Linked DNA regions of Mus musculus: region 2 is linked to region 1. A link is a contact called in public HiChIP or PLAC-seq data. All regions are on one chromosome and are shown on one strand. The core of a region is the stretch at or near the end of the contact, and the rest is flanking DNA. Distances in the headings are between cores, read along the strand shown.

Evidence for each region. HiChIP or PLAC-seq counts read pairs in DNA pulled down with a chosen protein or histone mark.
Region 2: a FOXA1 HiChIP or PLAC-seq map of pancreatic cancer cells shows a contact between it and region 1. The contact joins the enhancer-like site here to the promoter of Smim5 in region 1. A contact is called at or near these places in 3 of 39 promoter capture datasets (erythroid cells, hippocampal neurons and liver) and 2 of 115 datasets of contacts at active chromatin or transcription factors (embryonic stem cells and pancreatic cancer cells).

What each region holds. Positions count from the first base shown.
Region 1 is chr11:115,897,826-115,904,842 of GRCm38.p6, forward strand. Smim5 (small integral membrane protein 5) reads left to right here and starts at 2,314. Exons shown (of 3, transcript NM_183259.3): 1 at 2,314-2,517. The region is part of intron 7 of Recql5 (RecQ protein-like 5); the gene reads right to left.
Region 2 is chr11:116,317,360-116,324,288 of GRCm38.p6, forward strand. No RefSeq gene overlaps it. Among named protein-coding and RNA genes, the nearest start is that of Gm26730, 14 kb to the left of the region's middle. Within about 2 kb of position 2,257, at least 147 of the 459 cell types and tissues checked have an H3K27ac peak or open chromatin away from gene starts, as enhancers often do. A contact at or near this core is called in hippocampal neurons and pancreatic cancer cells, where this site is marked.

The DNA of each region.
Region 1 (7,017 bases), core at 1,064-3,563:
CGGTGCTCCATCGGGCTGTGAGCACTGATGAGATGTTCTACAAGTGTTCCTCACCGTGGGGAAGGAGGAGAGGACAGGAGAGCCCAGCCTGTCTTTAGTACTTGTTATTTAGAGACAGGGTCTCACTCTGTAGCCAGGGCTGGCCCAGAGCTTACTGAGTACTCATCACAGTAGACTGGGATGGCCTCAGAACTCAGAAAGCCGCCTCTGCAACCATGCCTAGTCTTTTTTTGTTTGTTTTTAAGATAGGGTCTCACTACAGCTCAGGGTGGCCTTGAACTCATGAGCTTCCTGCTTCAGATTCCTGAGTTCTGGGTCTGTAGGCATGAGCTCCCACAAACAGTTTTCATGGGTATCTTGATCTTCCCTGAGGGAATTAGGCTTCCCCTGGCGCCCACCATGAGCTTTTTGCCCTAGGCTGAAGGCTGTACCTAGCATAGCTCCTGGAACAGATGATTCTCAACCTGTGGGTCTCAAGCCTTCTGGTGCTTGAAAGACCGTTCATAGGGTTTACCTAAGACTATCCACCAAAAAACATATATTACAATTTATAACTAGCAAAATTCCAGTAATAAAGAAGGAACAAAAAGGATGTTATGGTTGGGGGTCGCCAGAGCATGAGGAAGGCTGAGAGTCACTGTGCTAGAGGCACACAATGCTGAGAGCGGCCATCATGCCTAGTCACTCGTGAGCCCACTCACCAGGGAGATCCAGCCTCACTAGAGCCTCACTAGAGCCTCCCTCTCAGCCTCTAACTCCAGATGTTCCCCTGCGGATAACCACTTCCTGCCCAAGCTGGTGGCAGGAAGCCCACCTGGTGCAGGAGGCCAGTCTCTTTTCGGATCCCCAGGCTGAGGCCCTGGGAGAGGCCACTGTTCTATCAGGGTCCTTACAGTCATCTCTAGTGCCAGAAATGTGGTACAGGGTTGGGAACCAGAAGAGACAGCGCGAGGCAGGGCAGTTTGAGTGCCCAGGCTTAAGATTAGCCGGCACTAACAGCTTTGGAACAGAGGGTTTTCTTAGTCTGAATACTGCTTGCGGATCTGACCCCACACAGCAGGCTACTGTAAGGAAAGCAAATTGCAATGCCACCTTCTAAAGAAGTAGGGTCCCTCCAGCAAAGTGAAGAACAGCCCTAAAACTGCATAGAAGTGGCAGGAAGACAGCTGAGACAGCCACTGGGGGGCGCTCTTGCAGCCAGCTCCCACTAACACTGAATATACACGACAAATGTTCCCTCTGCCTGTACAGTGGTGGCCTGTCCTGTCTCTGAGAAGCTTTGGCATCTAGGCACTGTGACCATATGGTTGTCTACACCCTGCCCCAAGCCCTGGCTCACTGGGGTTTTGTGCTCAGATTCAAAGGGCTCCATTGACTGCAGAGCTGAGGTCAGTCCTCCCCCTGCAGCCTGGTCTGCTGGTGGCAAGACCGACAAACGTTAATGGGCCAACAGAGCTGTCATGCAGACAGCTGAGCAGAACGAGACCAGCAGTGACCTTTCTCTTAGAAGGACCCAAGGCCCCTCACTAAAACAAGCAGGCTACTTTTCTTTCTTTCTTTTTCTTATTTACTTATTTTTTGTTTTTTTCGAGACAGGGTTTCTCTGTGTAGCCGTGGCTGTACTGGAACTCACTCTGTAGACCAGGCTAGCCTCGAACTCAGAAATTTACCTGCCTCTGCCTCCCAAGTGCTGGAATTAAAGGTGTGCACTACCATGGCCGGCGCAGACTACTTTTAGAGTATCTAGGATCCTCATCTTCCCCCCAGATGCCCCTGGGTAGATGGCAGAGTACCACACCAGAGGGCTGCTTGAAAGCTTGCTGACGTGCTTGGGTGATCCTGTAGCCCGGTTTTCTTTCTGGCAGAGGGCAGAGAGAGCAGCCAGAGTGTGGCCCAAGAGACAGACCAGGGTGGTCAGGGACACAAGCCAAAAAGGCCATCCAGAGGGTGCTGGGGCACCCAAGAGCGAGTCACTCCACCCTCTTCCTCTGGCAACCTCAGACGGAGCCCCCCGGGGTTATTTCCACAGGGAACCACAGCCAACCACTTCTGTCATTAGCCCAACCCCAGCCCTCCGCCTACAGCCTACAGCCTACAGCCTGGCTCAAAGGCAGGAGGAGGGCAGAACAGGAGGAAGAATAAGAGAGGGAGCCGTCTGGGGATCCAGAGAGCAGAGTGGACCTCTAGGCAGGGAAAGGCATAGGGCGTGAAGGGCAAGTCAAGCTCAGGGGAGGACTCCCTGGGCTCCTCCTCACAACTGTAATTTGACACCTAGATCTCCAGGACAACCAACAACAAAAAAGCTGAAGCGATGAGGCGCTGAAGCTGGACAGCAGCTGGCTGTCAGCAACCGGGAGCTAGCACCAGGAGGTGCCCGAGTGAGAAGCAGCCGCCTAGGCAGGAAAGTGGCAGCGCTGGTGAAGAAGTCAAAGGTGGTGGCCAAAGGACTTCCAGGAGGTACATAGAGGCTCTGTACTGGGACACCTCTTCGAGGCTCCCCACTATCTGAGCTCCCAGGTAAGAGACACTGGCTAGAGGTGACAGGATCGGGAAAGGAGGGCAGCCAGGGTCTCGTATCTCTGGCGAGGAGTCACAGCTTAGCATGAGCTCGGAGAGGAACGTCTTGGGGGATATATTAGGCCACTCTCCTATGGGAATTTAGTCACCTCCTCTGTGTGTATACCTGAGTGCTCTTCCCCTGGGACCTGGTACTAGAGAAGGGGGATGTACTGCTACTCGGTGTGTGGCACAGGGGCTGGGGGCTGCTGGACACATCCATTTAAACCTTTTCTATTCAGTGAGTTTAGGATATGGCCCCCAATCTTGCTGAGCCTCCATTTCCGAAAGGATTAGGGCTGAGCCCTCCCTGGTTCTCAAGAAGGCTCAGGACAAGGTGTGCCCAGCCTGCTGAATGGCCTCTGGCCCCAGGAGCTGGTAGAGCCAGCAGCAGAACTGCCTACTTGGATGCTGGACAAGAGCAGCAGCTTTCCTGTCTTTTGGAGTTCTGACCTGCTCACCGCTGTGTGCTTCCGGCTCAGGATCATCCTAGGGAGGAGTCTCTGCACCCACTTAGATTACCAGGACCCCTGATCCTCCTTTGGCAATGATCTCTGAAAACTGAGCCAGGGATATGCACCCTAATTCAAACCCCAAGTTTGGAAAGGAGTTTGTGACTACATGAATGAGTTTGGAAAAGACCCCAGAGTCTCTTCCACACTAACTACTGTAATGGTTGCCCCCAGACAGCTCTTCTCTTCAGTCCTTGTGCAGGGCAAGCACAACCTTCTTGGGCAGGGCCTCACGAGAGGAGGCTGCTAAGCCCTTCTGCCTCCTGTCCTCACACTGGGGTTCAAGTCCCCGTGAGACGTCCCTTCCAAAGCAAACACACTGTTATCCAGTAAGAAAGAAAAACATCATTCAGTTTTGGAAACCAAGGGGAGGGCCGAGAGTCTCTTTGGCTCAGCAGAGGGGGTGCACTCTGGTTTGTGTGGGACTGGGAAGCTAACTCCTGTGGTAATACTAACAAGTGTGCAACAGAGGGACTGCACTGCAGCTGAGCCACATCTGGGACACACAGGCTCCAGCAGTCCCTGAGCTCAGAGGGAGGCCCAGCTTCTATGGCTGCAGGAGAGGAGCTCGCTTAGTTTCTATTGGCCACCAGAGCAGGAAGTTCTCTCCATTGTCTAGAAAACTTGGGGACCAGGGCAGCAGAACCACCAAGGCTTCAAGCACCCACTTTTGACTCCAAACCGGAGCCCCAGCACTGATGGAGTTGCTCAAACACTCAACAGGCACAGTGGGCATCTCTGCCCTGCTGGTTAGGCTCTGACCTCTCAGGTCTCTCACATCTGTTGGTTATGTCTCATTCGAGATGCTCCTCAACGGACAAAAGGGGCTGAGAGCCCCCATGACTCTTATCAGGCACAGACACGCTGCTTGCCCTCATCCGTGTGGGGAGCTGGAGTTGGATGATCAAGTAGACAAGGAGGAAGTAGAGAAACTGTGGGACCAAGCTTCTGCTGTCTGGCCTACAGGACACTTACTATATAGCAAGAACCTCCATGTCCCATGCCACACCCAGGAACACTAATCGGTCCCCCAGCTCGGCCAGTTTCCTTCTCTGTTGTGCTAGCTCTCTGATCACTGCCTGTGGAGCATCCACAGAAGGTTCCAAATCTGCTGCACAAGCGGCCTGGGCACCAGTGGGCCTCAGTGGCAGCCAAGCCTGTTCTCCCTCCTGGACCAGAGAAAGCTACCATTTGTTCTACCAAACATAGCATTAAGAGAGACTCTAGTTCCCCCAGGTTTGGGGCATAAAGTCTGGTTTAGAAGTAATTGGACAAACCTGGGACTGATCGTTTTGGAAACACAAAATTACCAGTAGCTTTGCTTGGCTTCACCCAAACCTAGGGTGTATCCAGTCAATGGGGCCCAGCTCCAGGGCTCCCTCTCCCCCTGACCACGGCTGGGGAGCAAGGTTATATTGGGCACCGAGTGTCTGTTGGCTCTGCTTTAAATAGCCCACTGGGAAGATGCCTGGAGACCTGCTGGAATGTGCCTCTTTCCTCTTTGGAGAACAAGACCCCTTTGCTCCCCCCTCTGAGATGTGCTTGTTATGTTGGGTCAGAGCTTAAAATAACAAAACACTAACTGCCAAGCAAAGAGGGTTCCTCTTCAGCCCTTTGAGGGCAGAGAGCCATACTCTGCAGCCCCGTTTCTGCTGGTAACACAGACAAGAGCTAACGCCCCAGGTCACATCCCAAGGCTGGCATAGGTGGCCACGTTCCACCGAGCTTCCAGTGGGGATGACTATAGAAGCCCTGGGCACAAAGTTATGAGGCTGCTCACAATAGGTGGTCCACGTTCTTACAGAGAAGAGCTCAGGTGCCCGGGGCACAGGTCTGCAGTTCTCCAACTCCACAAGCCATGCATAATGCAGAGAGGAGTGGGGAAAGGCACAAGGGAAAACACGAGAGAAGCTGGGAGTAACTGACCAACAAAGCCTGACTGCCCTGCATAGCAGGCCCAGCCCCAGCCTCCTGCCTTCTTCCTGCTCTGGGAATTGACACTGCTAGACCCTTCAGCTAGGCCTAGGGTCCCAACCCCACCAACCCTGACAGAGCTGGTGCTTCTTCCCCCCCTAACCGCCATTTCTCTTTAGGTCTTAGGGTGTGGCACACAAGTGAGAAAGCTCTCCTGACCACCAACTCCTGCCTGCTTCTGCTTTTAAGGAGTGTCTCCATTGGGCTTGTGAGGCAATGTGGGCACAGTGCCAGTCAGACTGAACAAGCCAGACCAAACATAGATGAAGAGGGAGGGTAAGAAACAACAGCCCTGGTTCTGAACCTTATGCACACTATTTCTGGGGGGGGGGGGGGGGGGGCAGGAGTGTTACAGAGGTCCCAGGGTAGGAGGGCGAATACATCACTGTCCTTCTGCAAGCATGTTCCAACTGGCTAGGGGCAGCATCTCCTTTGTTCTCACCAGAAGGAACGGTCTTAGGTTCATAACAGCAGGACACACAGATCTGTGCCTTTAGTGACAACACATGCAGTTCTCATAAAGCCTGGTGTGCCCCACTCTGGTGGTGATGAACTGATAAAAACCGATGCCCCAGGCCCACAAAAGGCAGGCGGTATTGACTGTGCTCAGCCCATGGGCTTCCAAATAGCTACAGCCTGGTTCTTGCACAAAGTCAGGAAGGCCTCTATCAAGAGCATATGGGCAGCAGGAGGGGCACTGGCTAGGCCCATCCTTGTCTTTCCTGGCACTTGTCAGGCCCCACCCAGAGAGAGTTCCAGGAGCCAGGCCCCTCCCTAGGGCTTCTCCTCTCCACTACAGCAGAGATAAAGAGCCTGTCCATGCACAGGAGGGGGAGGGGTTGAGACAGCAGGATCGTGGCAGTTCTACGAGGGCAGAAGTTAGAGGGTACCACATGACTGGAGTGTAGCTCCACGGCACAGTATTTGCCTGGTTTAAGAAAGGTCCCAGAGTCCATTCCCCAGTAGCACGAAAAGGAAAACTAAACACACAACAAACTCAGAGAAAGCACCATGTGCTTTACAGAAAGGAAGTCCAAATGTTTGGCAGCTGTGGTCCAGTTCCTGAAGAACTGTTAGGGAAGAAGGGCAGCAGCCGGGGCCTACTCGACTAAGGAGACGTGGAGGAGGTCCGAAAGGGCCTGGCCTTCTACACTGGGCAGCTACAGGCAACCAGGCCTCTCACTTTCAGAGGCTGCACAACACACAGGCAGAGAGCACACGTGTAGGATGACCCAATCACATGACCTTCAGAGTAGTTTTAGACCAGCTATGTGCCAGGCAGGAGTAATGGGAGTGACCAGTGTCACACATCACAGCAGAAGGAACCACCTGCTTGGTTGAGACCAGGGCCAAGGTAGCAATCATTGAAGACTGGTCACCTGCCTCCATCCCTCAGGAAGAACCAGTTTGGACACACTGGCACAAGGTTGTCCCTGTTCTCACTCACAGGACAGATGTAAGGGGAGGAGGCACACCTTCAAAGCAAACTCTGCTGAGAACTTTGCCTAGGCTCTCTCCAGGAGCCCTGGACCGTCACCACTCTACACACAGGTCTTTTCTGGTTACAACTGAACAGGTCCAGGCCAGGAGGGGAAGAGTTGGTTGAGCCAGTCCTAGAACTTCCCCTCCCATCTAGATAAATGAGGCCTCCAGGGGATACCGCGTGGTCCCTTCTTGCTTACACGACAGTAATATGAGTGAAGACACTGGCCTGGGAGGAGAAGGGGGGTTTCTTGGGGACTCAGCTTCATATCATTCAAGCACACAACCCCTCACTCTACAGCTGATTCCAGCTAGAGTCCTCATGAACCTGTTCTTGGAGTCTGATTCTCCTCCTACACAGAATCCTAAGACCTGTCTTGTTCCCCGGAGGGCATCTAGGGGAGGCACCTGAAAAACATCAGAGGCGGGCCAGGAAGCTGTGTCAGCTGAGGCACCCCAGCAAAACCTGGTGCTGCTGTCTCAAGACAAAGGA
Region 2 (6,929 bases), core at 1,007-3,506, 420 kb after region 1:
CTAAAAAGCAAGTCGGGGAGGAAAGTGTGAATTCAGCTAGACTTCCAGATGATGATTCATCGCTGGAGGAAGTCAGGACAGGACCTCAAGCAGGGCTGGAACCAAGGCAGGAGCTGATGCAGAGGTCATGGAGGGGTGCTGCTTACTGGCTTGCTCCTTATATCTTGCTCAGCCTGCTTTCTATGGAACCCAGGACCACAAACTCAGGGATGGCACCACCCATAATACGTTGAGCCCTCCTTCATTGATCACTAATAGAGAAAATGCCTTACAACTGGGTCTCATGGAGGCATTTCCTCAACTGAGCTGATGACTCTAGCTTGTGTCAAGCTAACACACAAAGCCAGCCAGGACAGACTTTAAGACCAGGCTATGTGGGTTCATGGTTATAGGCCCTATATGAGAACCAACTACAGTCATTTTCCTAAACCAGTATACTTTCTAATTATAGTTTAAATATGTAGGCCAGGGTCTGGAGAGGTGGTTCAGTAGTTAAGAATGCTGGCTGCTCTTCCAGAGGACCCAGGTTCTAATCCCAGCACCCACATAGCAGTGGTGTATGTAGTACCTGTTTCAGGGGATCCAACGTTCTCTTCTGACCTCCATGGTCACTGCATTTATGTGATATACAGACATGCACATATAACCCACACATAAAATAAATAACTTTTCTATAGTTAGACCATCAGATGACTGTAGCTCCTGCTTTTCATCAAAGAATGATTTTGTTTTCTTTTTCAGATGGAGACTGTTACAGACGCGCATAGCTGCATCTCATGGAGGCATTTCCTCAACTGGAAACTGCTTCCTCTGATGACTCTAGCTGGTGTCAAGCTGACTTTATCTGAATGCAGAGAATTAGAGTCTGTGGGGTGCACAACTCAACCTGGTAAAGCTGTAATGCAACCTACACACACACACACACACACACACACACAGAGAGAGAGAAAGAGAGAGAGAGAGACTGATTCACGGAACGGTTGTAAGAACCCGAGGACCAACAAGACAGTGTCTTGTAGACACAGCAGGGGAAATTACACCCAAGAAATCTCAACAATATGGCTACCTAGACAAGACCAACACAGTGACACCAGTTGGTTCATCAGTGGGAGAAAGTTCTTAAGGTCTCACCCCTGGGGGGAGCTAGAGGGGGAAGGGCATGGTGGGAATGATGTAAATACAGTACTCATGAATGAAATTCTCAGAGAATTTACAAATGTAAATATAGAAGTTAAAAAGAGCCAGGTGTGGTGGCAAACACCATTAGCCCCAGCACTCAGGAGGCAGAAGCTGGCTACCCGCTGTGCTGGCTTGGTCTACATAGGAAGTTCCAGGCCAGCTAAGACTTCGTGGTAAGACCCTGTTTCAGAACACAAAACAAAGTTAAGAAGAGTGTGGCCTGGCTAACTTCCAAAGCCCTAGGTTTAATCCCTAGAGTATCACAAAAAGGCTTTCAGGAGTTACCCAACCGTGCCTGGACACTGGAGGCCACTAGACATACACCCTGCCCCTGCCCTCCACGATGGATCACTTAATCACACATCAGCCACCCACCCAGTGCCCCATTTACACTATGTGCACATCCATACCACATCCACTCACACATACACAACGCTTATTTATTTACACATGTATCATTTCATATGCTCACACACGTATGCACACTAGCTCACACCGTTATCTTTTCAGACCACGGCATTTTCCACTATTCTCCTATCCTGGGCTGGCTCTGGGAAGGGGGTCACCACTCTCCTGCGGGGAGCTTAGAGCCCAGCGCGGTGGGGAAGCAGCGAGCAGGACGGCGTCCACCAGGGGGCGCGCGCCGCTAGGGAGAGAGGAAGTGCAGGCGTCGTCTGGAACCGGGGCAGTTCTTTTTGGACCAGGGGCCTGCGGTCTGGCCCCGGAAGTTTAGTGGGTGCCCAGCGCGCCCCGAATCCCGTGATCGCTAGTCTCCTAGTCCAGCTGGTGCTGCGGGGAGATCAGCTCTGGCCTGGACAGGGGCGCCCTCACAGCCCTGGGCGTGCTCCCTCAGCCCAGGTGCAGTCCAGTTGCAGTCCCCGGAGTGCTCCCATAGCCCAATTGCAGCTCCCAGCGCGATTCCATAGCCCAGTTGCACCTACAAGCATGTTCCCGCAGCCCAGCGCAGCCCCCGGGGCACTCCTGCAACGCAAACGCGGCAGCACGCACTGCTGAAGGGCATGGTCCCCAGGGCTCCTGTTCCCAGAATGTGACTCAGCGCTTTCACATGCTGGGCATCCTGATTTGCATTGTTTGGCAGCGTGGGGTTCAATCCACACATGAGGACAGAGGCTCCCTGACTCCAGGCATAGGGACGTTTGCCCTTGTTCCTGTGCAAGATCACAAACATCGCTGGGGTTTTCAATAACCTGTCTGTGTAGGTAGAGAGAAAACTAGGGAAAGCCTGGGAGGGAAGAGACAGGAAGAGATCCCCCTTCCCTGCTAAGACTGCAGAAAAGAAAGTCCTTTTGAGAATTTGGGATTCACAGCAAATCTATGTCCTGCCAGTCACAGGAGGGACAAGGACTGTGGGGACTGGTTAAAGGAAAAACCACCACAGGGGAATGGCCCACCAGAGAGGCACAGATGTGTCCTGGATTCTGAAGGGTGGGAAGGTGGGTCCCAGGAAGATATCTATTCTGTGAGAAGTAAGGCAGAGATGGCTCTGTCACCAGAGGAGTAAGAACAGGTATCGACTAAGAAAGCTAAGGCACTTTAGAGCAGCTGACTGAGGTAAGATAATGTGGTTTCACCTGATCCGCATGTCTTTAGTCCCTGCACTCAGGAGGCAGAGGCAGGTGGATCTCTGAGTTCGAGGCCAGCCTGGTCTACAGAGTGAGTTCCAGGACAGCCAGGGCTACACAGAGAAACCCTGTCTCAAGACAGATAAAGAAGAATGTGGCTTCGTTGTGACTGGGATACAAGTGAAGAGTCCACACCAGTGCCCCAGGTACTGGAGGTGGCTGGGCAGAGGCAGACCACATTCAGGCTGGGGTCTCCGGAGCTGCTGGATAGGGGTGGGGGTGCAGAGAAGGCCTTTTTCCTCCCCAGCACAACACTTGCAGATCCTTCCTCTGTGGTGGGAAATGGGAGGTCTTAGTCCCTTGATCCAGAACTACCCTGAAGCAAGGGTTCTAGGACCAAGGCTCGGTTTTACTGAGTGTGTTTAAGAGCGCCCTGCGCACCCACAGGAGAGTCTTCCAGCCTGAGGCTCGTCGAGTGACTGATGGAATGAATGAATGAACAGAAAGGCCAAAGAAAGATGTGTGCAGCCGCCATCAGTGTACACCCGACCTGGAAAGACATCACACACACTGATGTGTTAGAATGGCGGGTTGCATCTCAACAGCACGCTAGGCCAAGACAGTTCCACGTGGACGAGGTTTTATTGGGAGAAGAGAGAGAAGGTGGCGGCAGAAAGAGAAGAGGGGGAGAGAGTGTGAGGGAGGGGAGTTCTCCTTATTTATATCGAGAATGACGTAACTCAGGTAAAGGTGGAAAGTGAGCCAAGTGGATGTTGGGAATAGGGTGCCTGTTGCCTTGGCAACCAGTCTGCAGGTTTTGCTGTCACCTATGTGATGTCATAGGTTTGGGAGGTCCTGATGCCAACACATACCACCAGTTGTCTTTAATAAAGACTATCGTTTTTGGGTTTTTGTTTTTTGGGGTTTTTTTGTTTTTTGTTTTTTCGAGACAGGGTTTCTCTGTATAGCCCTGGCTGTCCTGGAACTCACTCTGTAGACCTGGCTGGCCTCGAACATTTTACGGTTCTTGGGACTATCTTTGCGTGTAGCCCAGGCTGACCTAACTCATAATCTTTCTCCACTTCCATATACTACCAGGCCCAACTAATAGGGGCTTTAAAATAAGGCCAGAAAGGAGAGCTAGGTTGAGGCCTGGGGAAGTGTAGGCCCAGGCAGGGACAAGCCTGACTTATATCTCCCCATGTCCCCACTGCCCTCTCGGCAAAAAGCTCCAGTTGCCGACAGGTCACTGAGTCTTGTGTTGCGGCCCCCACTCCACTGTGCCACATTCTCTGCACTACTCTTGGCAGATATCACAGGAACCAGTCCCTGCCCCACTCACCCTGAGCTTCCCATGGGGCAGGGGATTCTGCCCCTGTAGTAATAGGAAAGCAAGAAGATGGCGGTGTCCACACAGTGCCAGCATGCCTGGAAGCTGGCCTCACCTGTGCTGGCATCCGCAGGTCCTCTGCATCTCAGTGTCCATATCTGTAGGCAACCCCAGAAGGATGCCATGTCCCAAAGACTGAAGAGCGCCCTTGCCTCTTTCTATGATGCTATCTTGCTGTTACAGACCAGCGCTGTGGCCTCCCGTCTAGGGATCAGGGTTCAGGGCTCACCAAAACCAGACATTTTGAGCCGGAGGTTTGCCAGAGGCCTGGGCAGCTAATGTGGCGACCTCCCCAAGCTTAGGACTCAGTACTCAGACTCTCCCCTGAGAAGTGTTGCCAGGAGCCCCAAGGAGGAGGCTTTGTGTTTCTGTAGAGGAAGGCGAGGTCCTGGTTAGGCAGAAGGCAGGCAGTGCCCGACACTTGTCCTACGACTTAAGGAGTTGGGGCTACTAAAAGGATGAGGTAGGAAGGTGACAGTCAGCTCCCAACGGAACCACCAGATAAAGGCTGAGCACCTGGTTGGACTAGGGGCTCCTGGGACTAAAGAAGGAAAGGAAAAGGGAAAGGGGGAAGATGGGGGGAGCCCAGTGTGACCCTCACAGTAGTGCATAGACATGATGGCAGCACTGAGGAGGCTGAGGCTGGGTGACAGGTGACAGCGTCAAGCGACTGTCAGTGTGTGTGTGTTGGGGAGGTAGGAAGTCTTTGAGGTGTTCTTGCCTGAGCCGCATTTGACAGAGTCCTTAGCCCCATATGAAGTAGCCATCAGCGCCCTGGACACCCCTGCTGGGATTCACCCCCACACCTCCCTTAGCTCTGCCTTTCTCTTTGCATTTCTGCTGAATACCCATGCCTGCTCTTTTAAGGCTGCCTTGACGTGGCCCACTTGAACATGGCAGATAGCCCACACGTGTAGGTCTTTCCCCCAAACCTGCCAAATGAAATGAAATGCAAAGGAATGTGTGTGTTGCATGTGTGGTGTGTGTGTGAGTGTGTGTGTGTGTGTGTGTGTGTGTGTGAGACAGAGAGAGAGACAGAGAGAGAGAGAGCTACAAAAGCCTTGTTCAGGAATGTTCATAAAAGCTTGTTTACAATAGCCCTACACTGGAAGTTACTCAGATATCCATCAGAGGAGAATGGCTAAACAAACTGAATACTATTTGGCCATAAAAAGGGACAAACTGGAGCTGGCAAGATGGCCCCATGGGTGACGGTGCCTACAGCAAAAGCCTGGGGGCCTGGGTCAATCTTTGGAACCCATCTAAAGGTGGGGGGAGAGACAGACATGGAACTCTGGCTTCCTAACACACACATGTGCAGGCACACACATGAGACAGACACACACATGAGACAGACACACACACACACACACACATGAGACAGACACACAGACACACACATGAGACAGACAGACACTAACAGACTGATATACAAAGACAGACACACTCAGACAGACACACAAACAGGCCGACACACCCACACATGAAACAGATACACACACAAACATACAGACACACACACATGAGACAGACACATAGACAGACAGACACACACAGACAGACAAACACACAGGCACAAAGACACACACATACACACACACACACACACAGCTCCCTCAAATAAACAAACAAAAACCTGGTGGTCTCCCTATCTGAGCATTTGATTTTTGTGACCTTTACTTCAGTGCAGAATGAGGGGCAGGAGGAGGTGGACAGTGGGGAGAGGAGATAGCATCAGACAAGAGATTTCAACAAATCTGAACTGACAATGGATCAGGACTCCTGAAGCCTTCAGGAGGGGTGACAGAGAGAGGTCACATGGTTTTCTCCCCAGACTCTGCAAAAGGTCACCACACAGAGCTGGAGTGTGGGTACTTGGTCTGTACCCCATGTCTTCCCATGCTTTACCCACAGAGTCCATTCCACCAAGACCATTCATTCTCCACGGCAGCAGAACCAGGCTCTGGACCAAGGGACGCCAGGCACTCCCCCTACCCACAGTGCTCCTCACACCCACAGTGCTCCTTCCACCCACAGGGCTCCTCACACCCACAGTGCTCCTCCCACCCACAGTGCCTGGAGAGAACTAACTCTACAAACCTTCATGTATGTACTGTCATGTGGGTGACCCCCAACACACACACATATACACACACACAGAGTCACACACACACACAGTCACACCCATATATACACACACACACTCACACATTCACACACACAAATAAATACACATACTCATACACACAAACACACACTCACCCCCACACATATGCACACAATCACATTCAAACACACACCCATACTCGGAAATACACACACTCACATACGCAAATACACACAAACACACATAACAAACAACAAAATTAAAATTCAAAAGGCAGGAAAGAGTTAAAATGAGTCGAAGAGCTGGGAGCGCTGACCAGAAGCAGGGTACTTGCCTAACATGTGTGTGGCTCTGCATTAAATCCCCTGTACTCTAAAAACAAGTAAGTAACTCAGTGAGAAGAGGTCTCACTAACTGCAGATGGAGAACACACTGTATCGAGGACAGTGGCCAAGGAGACTGGGTGGCCTGACCAGTGGCCAGGTGTCAGCCAAGCAGATGAAGGACCTGAAGTGCTGTGGCACATTTGAGGGGTATGTGCCCTGCTTCTGGGTAGGAAGGGGGTCCTAGGCCATTCATCTCCTGGGAGGGATCATACTTTGAGCACAGAACCCCATGAATCTGCCTTCTCCTGGCAAAGGCAATTAGTTATCTTGTAGTGACTGAGGCT